Linked DNA regions of Nothobranchius furzeri: region 1 is linked to region 2. A link is a contact called in public Micro-C data. All regions are on one chromosome and are shown on one strand. The core of a region is the stretch at or near the end of the contact, and the rest is flanking DNA. Distances in the headings are between cores, read along the strand shown. Region 1 holds the start of pik3c2a (phosphatidylinositol-4-phosphate 3-kinase, catalytic subunit type 2 alpha). Region 2 overlaps pik3c2a (phosphatidylinositol-4-phosphate 3-kinase, catalytic subunit type 2 alpha).

What was found. Hi-C and Micro-C count contacts between places; a contact is called where the count stands out from the background.
Region 1: a Micro-C map of tail fin shows a contact between it and region 2, with 15 times the contacts expected there. The contact joins the promoter of pik3c2a here to the enhancer-like site in region 2. A contact is called at or near these places in 2 of 2 Hi-C or Micro-C datasets (skeletal muscle and tail fin).

What each region holds. Positions count from the first base shown.
Region 1 is chr4:54,576,737-54,583,747 of NfurGRZ-RIMD1, forward strand. It overlaps pik3c2a (phosphatidylinositol-4-phosphate 3-kinase, catalytic subunit type 2 alpha), which reads right to left and starts at 5,534. Exons shown (of 33, transcript XM_015963847.3): 1 at 5,449-5,534; 2 at 1,184-2,392. The coding sequence starts at 2,311.
Region 2 is chr4:54,496,540-54,502,712 of NfurGRZ-RIMD1, forward strand. pik3c2a (phosphatidylinositol-4-phosphate 3-kinase, catalytic subunit type 2 alpha) reads right to left here. Exons shown (of 33, transcript XM_015963847.3): 15 at 5,923-6,065; 16 at 4,849-5,040; 17 at 3,029-3,122; 18 at 2,851-2,945; 19 at 2,416-2,596; 20 at 2,231-2,335; 21 at 1,527-1,619; 22 at 1,039-1,168; 23 at 790-926. Among protein-coding and RNA genes, the nearest start is that of rps13, 22 kb to the left of the region's middle. Within about 2 kb of position 1,347, at least 1 of the 3 cell types and tissues checked has an H3K27ac peak or open chromatin away from gene starts, as enhancers often do. A contact at or near this core is called in tail fin, where this site is marked.

The sequences.
Region 1 (7,011 bases), core at 4,284-6,783, 84 kb after region 2:
TGTTAACCACTTCTCAAACTTTGGTGACAGTATAACTTTTGTGGTCTTGTACTCTAAGTGCTTGTGTGTACCTCAGAGTAGCAGTACATGATCCCAATCTAACGGCCAGACACTGAACAAAAGGAGGAGACATCAGATAACAAATGTCTGCTAGCCTGTCGGGCCTTGGCATGGCTGCAGAGCTCATTGTGCCTCATCTTCCCAGATCACAGCTACCAGCCAAATGACAGATGGGTGTTCGATTTCAGTGGTGGGAAAAATAAAGAAAACCCAGGAAACAAGATCACATGACTCTTGCCCAAGGCACTGTCCCCAATGAAGGCTCTAAATATTGGGCTCAGAAAATTAGATCACTCTTGACCTGTGTGGTTCCAAATACATGTGGGTGAGAGGAAGTCCTGAGCCCCCTTCAGACAGGCCATGAAAAACGGAAATGTTCCGGAATCTGTCCGTAAGACCTTTCTGTCTGAATGCAAACATCCGAATAACGTGTTCCGGAATTTATCCGGACGAAGCCCCTAGTAACAGGTCCGGACTTGTTACGGACAGGGTGGCTGATTCAGACCGGTGAGGTAAAGTTCCGGACAAGAGGGAGGGGGAGGAGGAGGGGACCGGGGGACGCTGTGCGCACCTATATAGCCCGCTGCTGTAGCATGCGGCGAACCACGGCAGCTCGCCTCCTACGGTAGACGCGCGACGGAGCGCTTCACACCGCTTCAGTGATTCCTTTAACCATTGAGCTTCATCATCCAGGTCTCTTATGCGTCTTCGTGTGCGCAGAATTATGCTTAAGCGCCTCGTGATTTTTATCTTGAGAGGCGCTATAGAAATGATATTTTCTTCTTCTTCTTCTTAACATGAGTCCGACCCCCCCCCCCCCCCCCCCCCGCCGCCGTCAGACATCTGGAACTTTTCCCTGCTGTGTGAACGCAGCCGAAAGGACAAGTTCCGGTACAAAAGTGGTGTGTCTGAAAACACAGTTCCGGTTAAAAACCGGATTGAATTGTCCGCAAATGTTCCAGAATGTCTGTCTGAAAAGGGCACTGGAGTCTTACAGAGGAAAAGTCAAGGGGATGCTTAATTCTAAAATACATAAATTAGGCTTTAATGAAAAAAATCTTTGGGTCATGAAATCAAAAGATGATTATGTGAGACCCGTGTTCCCTGCTGTGTGTGGCCTTACCTGATTGTTTTCTTTGTGCTGGGACAACGTTCCCGGGATGTTGAGTGAGTGACTCCTAGTGACAGGCACTCCAGTTGATGCTCTCCTTTGCTGTGAGCGAACAGTTTGTGAAAAGTTCCCATCCAGAGGAGGACTGCTGCTACTGTTGTTCCCTTCTGTTTCGAGCACTGCGTCCCAAGGATCCCCAGCAGAAACTCCTGGTTCTGTTTGTGCAGCTCCTCCAGGTGTAAGGGACACATCCTCGTTCTCAGCTTTGGGTTTTGTAAGTGGGTCCAGATCCAGCCAGTCGAAGCGGCTGATGTGAGATGACTCCATCACTGATGGCTGTTGGGATGGGGGGTTGGGTGCCAGAGAGACTGCGTCTACTTGAGAAGAATCTGGATCAGCACTGGCTGATCTCCCATTTTTCAAGTATTCTGAAGTGCTGGCAATCTTGTCGAACAGTTTGGCCATCTCTGGGTCTACGGTTGGCTGCGGGAAGACCAGCGCAGCAGCCGGCTGGATGGCTGGTAAAGTCATGAACGATGGCTGCTGTGGAGGTAGACCCATGAAGGGTGGAGTGAACCCATTTTGAAATGAGCCTGGTTTGGGAAAAGGAGCAGATGGAAACAATGGACTGGGCTGATGGGTCGGAGTGGATACACTGGAACTAGATGGAGCAGGAAGAACAGACGTCCAATGGCTGCTTGGAAAAAGAGAGGAGCCGCATGCATGGCCTCCTGGGTAGGAGGCACTGAGGTTAAACCCGAGCAGCGATGAAGGGCGAGTCACTTTGCTGTTAACGCTAAAGTTTTCATCAAGCAGAAGCTTTTCAAGCTCCTCAATGGTCAGTTTATCTACATCAATATCCTTAAACTTGTTCTGCTCTGCTTGTTTCTTGGTTTCCGGAAAGACAATAAGATCTTTGTCAGGTTTACTCAGAGAAGGTGAAGGCTGAGGAGTAGTAGTAGCAGGTTTAGACGGTTTTGAGTAAGATGAGGGTGTTGAAACTGAAAGAGTGTGTCTTTTCTCCCTCTGCAGTTTTGCTAAAGCCTCTTCTTCCATACGAAGGGCCTCCTCTTTTCCCACGACCCCCTTTGGCTGGGGGACATCCAGCTTGAACCCATTACCACTCTGAGTCTGGGCCATTCTGTCAAGTTGAAGGAGCCATGAGTAGGATGACTTTAAGTCAGCGCTGACCAAAGTGTTGAGAAGCAAACAACTAAACACCTATAAATAAAATAAACATTATTATTAACTTGAAATGATCAAGTGAAAGCAAGATAGATAGAATAACGTTATTCTACATATTGAGCCTCAGCAGCAGTTCTTTAATTTAAAAAAATTCCTGGTTTTATTGCTCCAAGCAGTTTGATCACTTATTGATCCGCTGCCATACATCAAATACGCCGCACAAGAAACTGATTGTGCTTGCTGGAAAATCAGGAGCATCGTGTGGGTCGGATTACTAGCTCTAGCAACATGAACAGTAGGTCTTCAGCTTGGTTTTACACAGAACACATGAAGCTTGGTAAAGCAGGAACCCAGAATGCCAAAACAATAACATAAGGATGTACGTACTAGACTCTGAACAACCAGAAATTAAGCTCATTTGTGAATCAGCGCGTTATGGTGCAGGACACAAACTCCAGGGTATCTGCAGGTTTAAGGGCACCAAATTTGAGACTTTTTAAGACATTTTTAAGGCCACTTTGACCAAATGTAAGCTATTTTTTTAATTAAATTTAAGCTTTAATTTCCAGCTATTGCCTGGAACCAGTGCTAATCACATCGTGAACATGGGATTAGCCATCCAGTTACCATTAATGTTGCACTTCCCCATGGCGCAAACTCCCACTAGCATGCTCATCTAAAAATAGCCCTCTTTCACAACCAACCGAATGTGTACAGTTCCGCTTATGCCAATATCGTACACAAAAAATGCTGAACTAACTAGGAATTCACGAACATTTTATAGAAATAAAAGAATCTTGTTTATTGGGTCTTTGGTAATTTAAGACCTTTGGAAACTATTTAAGGATTATTTGTAATTTTTTAAGGATTTTTAAGGCCTTACATTTGGAAAAGCAAATTTAAGACTTTTTAAGGACCTGCAGATACCCTGAAACTCACGTCTTCATCTGATATTTGTTTTATCCAGTATTCAGTAAAGCACTTCCATTACAAACAGCAGGAAGGTTGACACATCTGATCGATATTAAATTAAGACGTGTCGAAGACGACTAGAACATTTTATTGATTCAGAACAACATTGCTGTTTTACGATTCTAGAATGACACAGCGCCTTGTCAAAGCAACCATTCATGGAACAATCACAGCCCAGGGGTTGAGTGAGTTCCTTCTCTCCCCAGGCATCACGGGCCTCTCCTGAGTATCCCCTCCCATTGTGGTGAAGACGACTGGCTCTGCTGGGGCTTAAGCTACCCCAACACTATTGTGCAGCTGAGGAATTTGGCATGCTGAACAGTCCAGCGGGTCCCTTCTTTCTTCCCCTGGTTTTCTTTGCCTCCCCCTCTGTTAAGAGTTACGTTAGCAACATGTCCCGGGACTATCTGATCAGCTGTGCGAAAGCCAGCAACAATGACAATGTAGCTGGAGTTACTAAGTATTAAGACCTGGTTAAGTCGTCTTCACCAAAATGAACGGATGTGAAAGGTGAAATGGATGGTGTAGGTCTCTGCAGAAACATCTTTTCCTTTGACAATGAGAAAGCATACTCCGTGTACAAATTAAAATGTGTAGATTTTTACCAATGGTGACATCCTTTAATCACTAGTCCAGAAATTCTTGAGCACAGACAGAATTGGCATGGTTTTGCCAAATAAAACAAAAACCACCCAACTTCTCTGAAGTTACACTGAAACACCAAATCTTTGTAGACGTACGGAAGGAAGAAAGAGAAACAGAGCACATCAGTTTAGAGCAGTGAGCTTCACTGTCCAGCATGTTTTAGTTGCTTCCCTGCTTCAACAGGCTTGATCCAGTGGTCGAATTGCATGTTCAAAATTTCATCAAGCTCTGTAGCAGCCTATTAATCCCCTACTAATTTAAATCAGGTGTGGTGAGAAACCACTAAAATATGCAGGATGGTGTCCCTCAAGGAATAGGATTGGGCCACATTTGTTTAGCTGGATAACTTAAATTACATCCAAATTTAATAATGGTTTCTTTCAATTTATTTACTTATCCACCAGCATGCTGTCATGATTTAAAACAGTGCTAAGATGGTGTGATCTTGTTGTACCTTTCATGGTGCAGACCTTGGTCAAATGTAAAAGATTTGTGTCCCATAGCAGATCAGAAGTGCAGATGTAAGCAATACATTGTTTATCAGCTCAAAGTACAGCTCACACACTTTAAAAATAGAAAATATGTAACCAAGTCCTAACAGTATTTACAGATTTGTAAGGCTTATGTAATGGTTCTCTGTAAGTGGCAACACAGTAGAGAAGATCAGCAAACAATGTACACTCAGCCTGGTGTAAAAACTGTTTTTAGTCAAACACAAACCTATGCAGGTTTTAAAATCCATACTCAGCCTTTTGTTTTAATTAAAACAGACTGAACAATAAAAATAGCTACCACAAAAGTCCATCTTATCAAGTTTGTGTTAAATACTTAAGACCAATTAAACACATTTTATGTTTTATAACGAATATAATCAGAAGTTAGCGTTGAATATTAATCCCTTAATCTTTTATAGGTTGAGATATCTAGCTAAATCTTCTCCCCTGACACCACACCGACTGATGTCAGGTTGTCAATAACCTTTGTTCACATTAATGGTATCTAAAAACAACATTCACAATCATGTAAACATAACAATAGTCTAAAAACGGAAACTAGAATTTTATTTTTTATGATTGCCAAGTTAGCTCCTTCAAGTGGCATTTTTGCTACTTTTAGCCGCTTTATTGTAACTTTAACATTAGACTTTGTTTCATGCTAACGTAGCTCCTAAACTTAAAACTTACTCGGACAGTTGGCAAACATCCTGCTCCAGAAATCCGACTGAATCTAGCTAAACTAGGCTGACTTGTACGACTGCTCGCTGCTTTAAGAAACACTAGTTTAATAATTTAAAAGTACTGAGGCAACTGCTTGAGTTGCTTTGGACCTATCAACTAACCACAACAAGGAAGAAAGAAGGCTTTCTCAAAGCGGAAACACTTACAGTAGAGAAAAACTGCTAAAGCTAACCCTAAGTAGCAACAAAAGGAAACTTTTACACTCAGACAAACGCTTTATAATGATCTGTTTCTCACCTTTTAACGGTGCGGTGTTTGGAGCCATTTTTCCGGCAGCTGCATTTTTCCTTCCACTTGCACAGAGGAGAGACGTCAGTTCCTGTTGAGCGAACGCAGTTGGATAGCAGCGTTTCTGCTGTCCCGTGATCAAACAGCGCCCTCACGTGGTCTAACCCTGCTAGTGTCTAAATTAAATTAAATTAAATTAAATTAAATTAAATTAAATTAAATTAAATTAAATTAAATTAAATTAAATTAAATTATGTGGCTAATCTTTATTTTAAAAAATAATAACTGGAGCTATGGTATGTTCATGTTCTCATGCTACTAGTGTGTGTTTACACAGTGAATACTATGTGTGCAGTTTTGTGCAAAGTACTCAGCTAGTTTAAAACATGTTGTATTCATACTGTTTTTCCCCCACAAATTTTCATCCAGAGAAATGCTTCTTTGTTCCTTAAACTACAAAGAAGCAGAGTATGAAGTAGAGTTTATCAAAACATAACTGATCATTTATCATGTTATTGTGAAAAATGCTTAAGACATCACTGTTTGACACTTTCAAGAATATTCTAATGCAAGTAGGGTGAATTTCAAAATGTATAACACTGATTTATTGAAGGATGATCTCACCCCCCCCCCCCCCCCCCCACACACACACACACACACACACACACTGCTCATCTATTGGAACTTCTTTTTGAACCTGCACCTTTCTTTGTTCTCCAACTCCCAAAGTTAAAATGTGAGGAATGGACAAAAGGCATAAAGTCTGAAGATCCTTCAGAAAACGTGAAATATAAATCATTTCAACATTATACTTCAAAGCCTGGCTTTGTGAAAGAGAGGAAGACACTTTGAAGTGACTTGAAGATGACATATTATGCAAAGGTCAACTTTTGCATTCTTTTGTGCTGTCATGTGGGTCTCTACTAGCTCTATTATTCCCCCAAACATGAAAAAATGTCCATCAAGTTTTATATCAGTGTTTAGTTTTAGGAATTATTTGCACAAAACAAGCCGTTTTAAAAAGTCCCAGTTTGTGACATTACAAATGGAGAAGTTGCAATATAAACACTTCTCACATGCAAGAGAGAGCTGATGCTGCAGTGGCTCTACTCCAAGCCCCTCCCAGATATCTCAGCTTATAGCCGCAAATCAATCAATCAGTCAGAATTTATTTATAAAGCGCTTTTCAAGCAAAGTGTGACTCAAAGTGCTTTTCAGAATTAAAATGACCCCAAATTCTCATAACAGTTTGAAAACATTAACACACACACACACACACACACACACACACACACACACACACACACACACTCACACACACATCAGTAAAAATTTATATTTGGCTGAGTCCAGATGAGCCAAGTAAGATAAGGCAAGGAAACGCCATCAGAGGAGCCGTCTGTCCCGGTAGCATCAGGTCTTCCACAGCAACTAAGTAAGGATGCTCACAGGTCGGGGAGCATAGACCCCCACCTCTACTTAAACACTACCTATAGAGCGCCCAGGAAGCAACAGTCGACCACGGCCCCTGGGGCAGAGGGCCCCTACAGAGGAAACACTGGATTAAAATGA
Region 2 (6,173 bases), core at 97-2,596:
ACTACATGCTGATAACTTATTGCTTCATACAGGTACAAACGTGTAATGGGATCAATCTATCTACATTTTATTTTTTAAGAACTTTGTTTTGTTTTCTTGGTTTTTATTTTCCTGCCTTCCTGTCCTGTCTGTCTCTGCTCTTCCTGCATCTCCCAGTCCTCCAGAAAAACTCCTGCCTGCTTCCTTCTTTTTCACCTCACAAGTAACTTTTTAACTAGCAGATCAAATTGATCTATTGACCGCAAAAAAAGCGGAGTGTGTGCCGCGCTGCCCGGCTGCGCCAGTGACGGGCGTTGCAGCGCGAGCGCGACCAGACGTCATGCTCAAATACAGACAGAACTTACCAGAGAGAAAATGAACAGACACGAACGACTGTGTGTTAATTACATATTTTTTGGTGACGCCACTTGGAAACTTAGGAAATGTTACTGTGGCCGTGTGCACAACGCAGCTGGAGTTCGTGAATAATCAGCGGTCTGCCTGCCGCTCTGCTCAAACGAATCCCCGCTACTCTGAGTTCATATAAATAATATAATAAAGGTAGAAACTGGATCTCTTTTGTGCTCCTTCTGGGTGTGTAAGTTAAGGGCATCAGGGGAGCCTGACAACCTTTAAGGAGAACCAAGTTCCTCTCCTGTAATTTGAACCCAGTATCCGAGCCCGGATCTGGAAGTAAACCCGAGTCCCGATCAGTCTGAAACCACGTGATCGGGGCCGATTTCCGATCATGTGATCGGGACATCCCAGTTTAAAGTTAATCTACGTAACTAAACGCTGTTCAGAGAGTACCTTCTCATATTCATCCTCAGCAGGATTGTATTTGCGAAGCCATTCTGCCAGAGGCTTATCCTTGAAAGATCCGGTGACTCCATATTCTACCTGAATCTTTCTGAGGGTGTCAGAGAACGGCACCAGCTCCACCATACCTGCACAATATGAGAGCTTGAATCAACATAAAAACTCACCTATGAATGAAGCTCTCTGTGGTAGAGCTAAATGAATGCTTAACTAAGCAGAGTAGAACTTTTGCTCAGTTACCTCTGTCCTTGCCAGTGGAGACACATTTAAAGTGTACCATGCGGAGATCCAGCCCCTCCTGCAACCAGATACGGTCCATAATGCGAATCATCTGCAGAGCCAGCATGTCCTGCCTCAGGTCTTCTCCCACCTGACACACACACACACACACACACACACACACACACACACACACACACACACACACACACACACACACACACACACACACACACACACACACACACACACACACACACACACACACATTGAGATCGACAGGAGTAACACAGTGGCCCTCAATTTGGCCACCAGAGGGCGCAGTGTGCTGATGAGAAGAAATGGAAACGCAGCTTGTTGCAACAAGCCTGGATGTACTTGAGGACTCCCTGGCCTAAACTAGTGAATAATGATTGTGGTGTATATAGTAGAACCAGCTCCCTAGAACCTCTTATGAGTGAATTATTTTGAACCTTGTTCTGTTCTCTGAGTGTAAACGTACTCATTACCTTAAACATGACGTTGATCTCCTCTCCCAGAGGGTCGGCATTAACCAAGGCCAGCTTTAGGGGAACTGCGTTGGAGCTGAAGAAGGAACAGGCCTTCATGCAAACACAAGAATTATTATTTAATCAGTCAGAGCACCTTTCAGGAACACTTCTGCTTCTGTTTTCCAACAAATTCAAGAACAGACTTGCTTATCTTCGTTTTTTCCTAAGAGATAAAATCCAGAATGCTGGGACGGATTCTCATTCAACCAGGCAGCAGCGACTTGTAACAAACCAAATCGGTGCAAACTGGACTTTAACTCACACACCTGAAGCTGTTGGGTTATTACTTCCTTTTAAACATGAAGTTGTGCTGGACCAGATGCTTGATGCTTTTACACTGAAGTATCAAAACTGAACTCAGGCAACATTTGATTGACCTGAGCCTTACAAGAAACGCATAAGAGGTCTATATTTACTTAAACTAGATGTTTACTGCCTACAAGCTGCTGATCCATAAAAGATGATTGATGATTAACACCCCCCCCCCCCCCAACCCACCCCCCCACAATATTTTGGGTCTATTTAATGATTTTAAACACCCACAGTTCCATTAGAGCCAAGCAGAGAAACTTTTATCTCAAAAATTTCCAACAAAATCATCAAGTTTCTCTCCTTCTGTTTCCAGAGCATTATGTTTGGTTCATTTGTGATTCCAGATCCACCTTCATGTTCAGCTCTTTAGCCACCAGACTGGGACTGAGAGGAAGTCTGCAGCGGTTTCTCTGGAATAAGTTCTGAACATTCTCAAGTCCCTCCTGGAGGGCGACCTAAACAGACACAAACATACAACATAAACGTAAATCCAGCACACACTTTAAAAATCACGTATATTTAGCTAGTGAACTACCTGCCGTGTGGACCCCCCAGCCTGCCGGACCCTCTCAGCCACAATTCCCAGCAAAGTGACCAGGTTAGTCTGTTTCTCCAGTTCGGCCCTCAGTTTACTTCCACACAGACACAGCAGGGAACCCATAACCTGCTCATAGCGCCACCACCAGGCAGGGTCCTGCATGGCATCCTTCAGCAGCCTGAGGAGACATCACACCAAACTCACATTAAGAAATAAATGCACCGCCTGTTTACTTGTCTGATGAATAAATCGTTTCAGAAGCTTGTAAATTTAGATGTGATGGAGCTGCTACTGCACATCAGACTCTGGGGGCTTTTAATCTCCTTTCAACACATTTTTATTCTCTGGTTTTTATTGCAGTTTGAGATGCTGTGTGTGTTGTATGTATGCATATGTTAGGTTTGTGTTATTTCAGTTCTGCTGCAGACTGACCAGTACAGGTGGTGGGCTATGATGATGTTGCCTTGTGCTCTGGATAACAGGAACATGACCAGAGCATTCTTTAGGTGACACTCAAACTTTATTGCCTGAAAGAGCCGAGAGAAGCATTTTTAACTATAATTGTAGAACTTGTGAATAAAAAGGAGAAGTTTCTTTAAAGCGTGTATACCTGTACGAGCTGAGGAAGGTAGTCAGCCAGCTCATCATCACTGCTTTCCTCAATCCAGCTTACTGCCACACTTCTCACTTCAGTATCTGCAAACCTATATGATCGCAATTAATCAAAGTCAAGTTTCCAGAACCAGAACCCCTCCGCACATTCTGAGATTTATATATTTATCACACGTATAGTGGGGCAAAAAAGTATTTAGTCAGCCACCGATTGTGCAAGTTCTCCCACTTAAAATGATGACACAGGTCAGTAATTTTCATCATAGGTTCACTTCAACTGTGAGAGACAGAATGTGAAAAAAAAAATCCATGAATTCACATAGCAGGGTTTTTAAAGAATTTATTTGTAAATCAGGGTGGAAAATAAGTATTTGGTCAATAACAAAAATTCAACTCAATACTTTGCAACGTAACCTTTGTTGGCAATAACAGAGGTCAAACGATTACTATAGGTCTTTACCAGGCTTGCACACACAGTAGCTGGTATTTTGGGCCATTCCTCCATGCAGATCTTCTCGAGAGCAGTGATGTTTTGGGGCTGTCGCCGAGCAACACGGACTTTCAACTCCCTCCACAGATTTTCTATGGGGTTGAGGTCTGGAGACTGGCTAGGCCACTCCAGGACTTTCAAATGCTTCTTACGGAGCCACTTCTTTGTTGCCCGGGTGGTGTGTTTGGGATCATTGTCGTGTTGGAAGACCCAGCCACGTTTCATCTTCAAAGCTCTCACTGATGGAAGGAAGTTTTGGCTCAGAATCTCATGATACATGGCCCCATTCATTCTGTCCTTAACACGGATCAGTTGTCATGTCCCCTTAGCAGAAAAACAGCCCCAAAGCATGATGTTCCCACCCCCATGCTTCACAGTAGGTATGGTGTTCTTGGGATGCAACTCAGTATTCTTCTTCCTCCAAACACGACAAGTTGAGTTTATACCAAAAAGTTCTACTTTGGTTTCATCTGACCACATGACATTCTCCCAATCCTCTGCTGTATCATCCATGTGCTCTCTGGCAAACTTCAGACGGGCCTGGACATGCACTGGCTTCAGCAGCGGAACACGTCTGGCACTGCAGGATTTGATTCCCTGCCGTTGTAGTGTGTTACTGATGGTGACCTTTGTTACTGTGGTCCCAGCTCTCTGCAGGTCATTCACCAGGTCCCCCCGTGTGGTTCTGGGATTCTTGCTCACCGTTCTCATGATCATTTTGACCCCACGGGATGAGATCTTGCGTGGAGCCCCAGATCGAGGGAGATTATCAGTGGTCTTGTATGTCTTCCATTTTCTGATAATAGCTCCCACAGTTGATTTTTTCCACACCAAGCTGCTTGCCTACTGTAGATTCACTCTTCCCAGTCTGGTGCAGGTCTACAATTATTTTCCTGGTGTCCTTCAAAAGCTCTTTGGTCTTGGCCATAGTGGAGTTTGGAGTCTGACTGTTTGAGGCTGTGGACAGGTGTCTTTTATACAGATAATGTGCTCAAACAGGTCCCATTAATACAGGTAACGAGTGGAGGACAGAAAAGCTTCTTAAAGAAGACGTTACAGGTCTGTGAGAGCCAGAGATTTTCCTTGTTTGAAGTGACCAAATACTTATTTTCCACCCTGATTTACAAATAAATTCTTTAAAAATCCTGCCATGTGAATTCATGGTTTTTATTTCACATTCTGTCTCTCACAGTTGACGTGTACCTATGATGTAAATTACTGACCTCTGTCATCATTTTAAGTGGGAGAACTTGCACAATCGGTGGCTGACTAAATACTTTTTTGCCCCACTGTATCTGTTACGTGTGAGTACCGAGAACAGAGCATACTTTGAGTCAAGCAGCTCCAGTGCAGTGACTAGGGGCAGGGCGGGCCAGTGGTGCAGCAAGGAGTGGATGTGAGCCATGCTGGCCCAGTCCCAGCTGGGGGCGCTGGCTAACACTTTGGGGAGGCTGCTGGGGTGGTCCCTCCGACAGTGGAGCCGATGGTCCCATAGGAGTTGGTGATCAGACCGCTTCAATCTGGAGACCGAGAACGAACTTTACTATAAAAAGAACAGATTCTGACCACCAGCATGATCGACATTTCTGCTTCAAAATGACTTTTCATTTCCTCTGAAATGTGTTTCTGTGTAAAAGTTATAAATAAACAATCTCTTCCAAACTGAGGCTGTTCAGAAATCCATCTACAACGGATGATATAATAAATATTAATAACTGTTAAACAGAAACACACTTTGAAGTGTCTGAAATGTTCCTTCAAGCGTTTACAGAAGCATCAGGAAAATGTGGCTCTACAAGTCATGTTACCACAGAAGGATAGTCACAGGCAGTGAGAAAGGCCTCTGTGCTACGGTGCCAGCTAAGTCACAGTGATACTGGCAGTGAGGAGAGGAGATTTGGATGGCAGCAAGCATTAAAATGTGTTTAGCAGGGCCTGAAGCAGCTGGGTGAAAACAGACAACACACATTTTATAGGAAGCAGTGGAAAAGTCAGAGGAATCAGTTAAAACCTCTTTCTAATACCGATAAGTCCTGTGGATTTAAGGTGGTCTGAGGGAGATGTGTCAGTTAAGAAGTGGTCTGCAGGTAAACTTAGTCAGCAAAGCCGTTACGTTGCACACAAATTAATCTAACATAATTTTTTTTATTCTTGACCCTCACAGACATTTTAAATATAGAAAATTATAAAATCCAGTGCTTGCTTCTAATCTCTTTTGTGTGCACTAGCAGCACATCTGTTTAAAAACTCATCACACGATTTCATCTGAAGTTCGTCCAGCAAACTAAATGTTTTACAGCTGGTGTGATGAAAACAACAGAGGAGAGCGGTGAACTGATTTGCTGAGATGGGGTTTTCTGTATCTAGATCACCTTTTCACAGAAGAAATATTTTTTTTCTACCCAAAGTTGGAGGCTCGGCTGCAGATTTTCTCCAGCTTCCGTTTGAGGTCTGGATCCAGTTCCTCCAGTGTGTGGGGCTCAGGATTGGGCTTCTCTTTGGGTCCAACGTATAAAACATCCACTGCTGATTCTGGGAAGTCCACCTGCCGGTAACAAATACAAAAATGTTAGCAATGATTTCTTCTTCAACAGCTCTTAGATTTTCTATATCATTAGGGTAAAATCTCAGCTTTAGTGTGAACACATGAATT